Linked DNA regions of Sus scrofa: region 2 is linked to region 1. A link is a contact called in public promoter capture Hi-C data. All regions are on one chromosome and are shown on one strand. Each heading gives the region's core, a stretch centred on a gene start, on an enhancer-like site or on the middle of the called end of the contact. The rest is flanking DNA. Distances are from core to core; before and after follow the strand shown.

What was found. Promoter capture Hi-C pulls out the DNA fragments that hold promoters and counts their contacts.
Region 2: a promoter capture Hi-C map of liver shows a contact between it and region 1, with 2.4 times the contacts expected there. The contact joins the promoter of GTF3C4 here to the promoter of MED27 in region 1. A contact is called at or near these places in 1 of 5 promoter capture datasets (liver) and 1 of 47 Hi-C or Micro-C datasets (heart right ventricle).

What each region holds. Positions count from the first base shown.
Region 1 is chr1:271,926,839-271,929,856 of Sscrofa11.1, reverse strand. MED27 (mediator complex subunit 27) reads left to right here and starts at 1,490. Exons shown (of 8, transcript NM_001001644.1): 1 at 1,490-1,756. The coding sequence starts at 1,554.
Region 2 is chr1:272,453,080-272,456,097 of Sscrofa11.1, reverse strand. It overlaps GTF3C4 (general transcription factor 3C polypeptide 4), which reads right to left and starts at 1,610. Exons shown (of 6, transcript XM_001929441.4): 1 at 1,430-1,610; 2 at 1,141-1,427. The coding sequence starts at 1,484. DDX31 (probable ATP-dependent RNA helicase DDX31) reads left to right here and starts at 1,703. Exons shown (of 20, transcript XM_003122262.5): 1 at 1,703-2,256. The coding sequence starts at 1,900.

The sequences.
Region 1 (3,018 bases), core at 241-2,740:
TCATTTTCTTTCTTTTTTTTTTTTTTTAATGGCTGTACCTGCAGCATATGGAAGTTCTTGGGCCAGGGATTGAATCCGAGCTGCAGCTGCAACGCGGAATGCCGTAGCTGCTGCAACGCTGGATCCTTTAACCCACTGCAATGGGCTGGGGATTGCACTTGTGTCTCTGCAGCCACCCAAACCGCTGCATTTGGATTCTTAGATCACTGCGCCACAATGGGAGCGCCATCAGATGTCTTGATCAGATTCAGGTTTTGCATTTTTGGCAGGAATATCACAGAAGTCATGTTCAGTGCATTTTATCCGGGGGTAGCTCTGTCCTACACATCTTGTTAAGATGGCGCCAGCCAGGTTTCTCTACTGTGAAGTCACTATTAACGACACCCCCCTTACATCGCAGAATTAAATTCTGGTAAAATACACATAACATGAAATCACCATTTCAACCATTGTAAGTGTCCAGTTCTGTAGCAGTAAGTGCATTCACACTGCTGCGCCACTGCCACCACCATCCACAGAACTTTTTCATCTTCCCCCACTGAAATCCTGTGCCCGTTAAACGCCAACTCCCCATTCCCCTTCCCACAGCTCCAGGCAACCACCATTCTACTCTTTGTTTCTATGAATCTGAGTCTTCTAGGTACCTCATGTAAGTGAAAACATACAGTACTTGTCCTTTCGTGCCTGACTTAATTCACTTAAGTATAACATCTTTAAGGTTTACCCATGTTGTAGCATGTGCCAGAATTTCCCTCCATTTTAGGGCTGAATAAATATTCTCTTGCATGGAGATGTCACACATGTTGTTTATGAATTCATCCCACGGCGGACACTTGGGTTGCTTTTGCCTTTTGGCTCCTGAGGACGAGGCTGCCATGAACTTGGGTGTACAAGCATCCGTTCCAGACCCTACTTTTCCTTCTTTTGAGTGTACAGCCAGAACTGAAATCACTGGATCATTATTTTTTCTCTTCTTAGCCAACAAGTTTCTAGTGGGATGATACATTGAGACCGTGTAAATATCCTGTTAAGCCGCACACTTTTACGCGCTAGCCTCCCTCGATTCCCATCTCAATCAATTATTATTCTAACGGTTGCCAAATGGTGATTTTCTTTCCATTATTCTTTCCGCATTTATTAGCTGGCATTCTACTGAGGGGAAGGAATTTCCCTTCTCCCTCATTCATTTACGAGTGTGGGCTCATTTTATTCCGTCTACCCCATGGACACTTTATTGTTCTGAGCAATTCCTTTCCATGTGACTCCCAAGAGTGCAAGTTTGGGGAAGCAAGGGAACTTTGTGTATTTCCTTGTCACCATTAGGAGAGCCGAGAGTGCAGCCCGACTTCCTCAAACCCGGGTGATTACTTCCCTGGCCACGCATTCGTTTAAAGTGGAAACCCTCTTTGGGACAGTGGCCTCACGAACCACCCGGTGAGCCCGGCCCGGCGAGAACTACATTTCCCAGAGTCCATCGAGGACTTGCGTCATCAGTGGGCGCCGCCTTTTGCTCGCGGAGCCGGCTTTGTAGGGCCGGCTGTGGCGGCGGCAACATGGCGGACGTGCTGAGCGTCGGCGTGAACCTGGAGGCCTTTTCCCAGGCCATCAGTGCTATCCAGGCGCTGCGCTCCAGCGTGAGCAGGGTGTTCGACTGCCTGAAGGATGGTATGCGCAACAAGGAGACGCTGGAGGGCCGGGAGAAGGCCTTCATTGCGCACTTCCAGGACAACTTGCATTCAGTCAACCGGGACCTCAAGTAGGTACCGGCTGAAGGGACCGGGGTCGGGGACCTCCCACCCTGTCCCGACCCGGCGCGAGTCTCCTTAGTCCGCGGCTGCCCTCCCTTTTCCTTGCTCCCTCGCTCCCCCTTCCTGCTCTGCCCGCCCCTCGGGGCCACCTCATCCTCCACCCCCGCTTTCCCGTCTCCCTTGTCTTGGCGTCCTGGTCCTGGCTGTCTCCCGCCGCCCTGGACCCTCCTCGTGCTCCTAAGGTCCCTCACGAGGGGACATGCTCTGTCCAGGAGCTTCCACGCCTCGTCTCAGCGTGGCAGGGTTCTCACCTGTGGGCCCTCTGTGCCCCGCCGTCTCTGATCAAATAACCCCAAGCAGGACCTGCTCAGCGCTGCCCCAAACCCAGGTGCACTCCGTCTGATTGGCCCTAGCTTTTTCCTCCCCGAACCGGGAAGTCATCAGTTCCTTCCTACCCCATCCCCAAACACGACAAAACAGGCTTTAATCTTCCTCTTTTCCCCTGCCTCCTCTGAAACCACCTGATCAGTACTTTCATTCCCACTCTCTCTGCTCCCGTTCCTGAGACCTCATCTCTGCCTTAACCAGCTTAATCACTTAGGCGTCAACCTCCCCCTGCCTGCCAGCAGTTATTAATTTGTGGTCCTCTACCATCAAGGGTGGTACATTTCTTCTTTTTCTTACAAGTCACCTTCTTTACGTCTACTTTATAAGTGAAATGCAGTGAGAGGATGTTTGTAAACTGCCTGGCACTTAGTAGTCACTTTTTCCCCCGGCCTTGCCCTTGGCATGTGAAAGTTCCCAGGCCAGGAATCAAACTTGCGCCACAGCAGTGACAACGGCCAGGTCCTTAACCCACGGAGCCACCAGGGAACTCCAGTATGCACTTTTTAATTGGTCAGGTCCTGAACTTGCCTTCCCTGCCTTATGGGAGTCAGTCCTATCCAGGGAGGTTCACATATCAGGAGTTTTGTCTTTGACCTCTCCGAACTGACCTTAGCATGGGGGGAAGGCATTTGGGGAGCTAGTCATCCTGTGATTTCTGGAGTGGTTAGGCTTTTTTTTTTTTTTTTCTTCCTCTCAACTTGGTTTCCTTAGTAACCAGCTGGAAGGAGGAGGTAGAATGGAAGAGGAGGTGGTGATCAAATGATGGGAGCCTCTTTTTATTTTATTTTATTTCGAAGTAGTTGCCATTCTTGTTTTGGGCGAAAGCCAGGGAATCACACACCCCTCCTCAACTCCCACATCCACTTGCTGTTCTCTGGCGCAG
Region 2 (3,018 bases), core at 361-2,860, 530 kb before region 1:
CAGATTCATAAAGAAAATGGAGAAAGTTTTAATACTTTTAAACTATTAAAATGAACAAACAATACGACTGAAGACTTAAAAAAAATAATTTGGGAGTTCCCGTCGTGGCATAGCAGAAATGAATCCGACTAGGAACCATGAGGTTGGGGGTTCGATCCCTGGCCTCGATCAGTGGGTTAAGGATCCAGCATTGCTGTGAGTTGTGGTGTAGGTTGAAGATGCAGCAAAGATCTGAGGAGGCTGTGGTGTAAGTCAGTGGCTACAGCTCTGATTCGACCCCTAGCCTGGGAACCTCCATATGCCCAGGATGCGGTCCTAAAAAGACAAAAAAAAAAAAAAAAAAAAAAAAAAAAAATTGAAAATGGTGATGATAAAACAATAAAACTTCAGGAGCCCTGAAGTTCTGAAGGCAAACTTTGTTAATATGAAGCCAAAAGCACTAAATCTACACGGAGATCTTGGGCTTGAAGTTTAAAACTGCACTGAAGTTTAAGAATTTCCAGAGGCCTTATTTTTTCATGCCACATCCGAAAAAATTTCAATTATTGAAGAAAAACTGGAGTACTAACCCCTACATCCATATTTATTTATCCATCTGCCCAAGATGAGAAACAAGGACCATTTCATAATAAAGTCACTGAAACAGGTAAGACGATGGAGCAAGCCAATTTTTCTCCTCCAAAGCCAAAGAGGCGCAGGGAGAGGGCACATCACAGTAAACAAAGCCAGCCGAGGTCCTCGGGGAGCAAGCCCCAGACAATAGGAGCGACGGTCGAGGCAGGTCTGGGGTTGGGTCAACAGGGGGTGGAGCCTCAGAAAAGACCAAGGAAAGAAAATCTACACTAGCAGCCGGCCCGACGCAGGGGTGAGGGAAGAAGCTGGCTCCGAGAGGGAGCTCCCGAAATACACGTGTATTTGTGTCAGGAGGAAGTGTGAGATCCGGGAAACGGAGCACAAAAGGCTAGATTTGTTGTTTGTTGTTTTAAGCTACGATGACCCTAGCGGCTTATCCCCAAGCGCTGGGTGCAAGGAGGGGAATCCCGGGACTAGGCGTGGGTCGGGATTCCCCAGGGACCGGTGACGCGGCCGCGGGAGGGGAGTAGGAGGAGATCCCAGGGCTGGGGCCCGGGGATGACTTACTTTGAGGAGGCAGCTGTTGAGAGGCGCGGGCACGGAGGTGCGGTGGATAACCAGGTCCTGGCCCGGGTTGTGCACGTCGCAGATGAGCTCCAGCACAGCGATGCTACGGGCGGTGGACACCGACACGCGGTGGTCCTCGGACCACGCCAGCGGCTCCAGGCCGCTCACCGCATACTGCAGCCTCACGGCCGGCTCCCGCCGAGTCACCAGGAGGCGGAACGCGGCGCTGGGCCCGGGGGCCGGGTCCGCCACCGGCCCCTTCCCGCCCGCCTCGCCCTCTTCTTCCTCGGCGGCGCAGGCCGGTCGGCCGCGGGCCCCACCCGGGCCTTGTCGGCCGTATTCATCTCCCCTCAGAGGCTGAAGCCGGACCCCGGGCGCGCCAACTCCGCGTCGCCGTCCGGTTGCCGCCTCTTGCACCGCGGCCGCCGGCCCCCAGCGCCCTCCGCGGCGGTTTTCTTCCCCTTAGGCCCGGAGCGCCGCCGAGCCAGGAAGGACCCCGCCGTTGCTAGGCGACCCAGCCCTGCCAGGTGGCCAAGGCGCTGCCTGTAAAAAACGCGCCTCCTCCGCGGGCTGGACCGCGGGTGGGCAAGGGGCACGCAGCCGCGAGGATCCCCACCGGGTGATCGAGCCCCAGGCCCCTTTAGGGACCTCCCGGGGCAACTAAATGCTGGGGAAAGAGTAACCCGGTGGCAAAGGAAGGAATGCTGGTTAGACCAGGCACGCCTTTTCTTCTGGAGGAATTCAAAGAGCTGCACAAGCATGAACTCTGGGGTCGAGTGGGACTTGGCACCTCTGCCGCAGGCCAGGCCACGAGGGGCTCAAGCGGGGCAGCCCCCCACGCGCTGCGGCCCCAGCCCCGAGCGGCGCGGGCCGTGCGTTTGCAGACCTTCCGGGACCCGGAAGGGGCGCGGGCGCAGGACCCTGCGGGGCAGCTACGCGGGGTCCTCGCGCGCGTCCCACGTGGGGCCGAGCCGAGCGGCGGGGCCGGTTCGAGAGACCCAGACGCGCCTTTCTGCCGGCATGGCAGCCGCCGGTGGAGCGCTCCTCCACGTTCCCGAGCCCCGCGCCGCAGCCCCCAGGACGTTCTCCAGGCCCCGCCCGGCGCAGGCGAGGCAGGTGAGTTCTGCCCCGATTTCAGATTCGTTCGCACCCGGGGCCGCTGCGCGCCGTGAGCTGCCGCCTTGCCTTTTGGTCGGGGTTCGAAGTTCAGGGGGCAAAGCCAGGCGTCGGGCAGCTTCTGGAGGAGTCGCTGAGCAGCGCGGGTCTGAGACCCGGACACCATCCTGCGGAGAGGGGGTCTCGGAGGGAACGGAGTGGGTGTGGAGGGGTGGGGGCCGGCTCGGGCTGCTAGTCGGAGGTAGCGGCGGGGACCTGAGGCTGCCTCCCAGAGAAACTGGGGACTGACGCTTGGGCGGAAGCCCCAGCCCCGTCACTCACCAGCCGTGTCTCTAAACTTATCTTAGCCGCCGTTTTCTCGACTCTAAGGGTCGTTTGTTTCCGGAATGAGAACTGGAAACTAGAGAGTTTTTTGAAGTTTTCCAAGATGGGATGTATTTTCACCCACGTGCAATGAAGGGAAGAGAAAATACACCTAGTCAATGTGGTCACCTCATTAGGTGAGAGAAAGATGCCCTACATTTAACCCAAGCCAAAGCTGAAAATCGGTTTTTAAGGTGGTTCACTAGGCTCCTAGAAAAGAGGAGAAGCAGAAAATTCATACGTTGTCATAAAAACCAGGACGGCTACAGCTTGAAGGCAAGGAAAGTGTGTTTATGTGTGTTTTCTCGAAAAAGCAACACTTAATTCTTTTGAAAAATTAAATGCCAAAGTTTAATTGGTTCTTTTCCTTTCAAACAACGTGGTGATGCTGAAATTCAT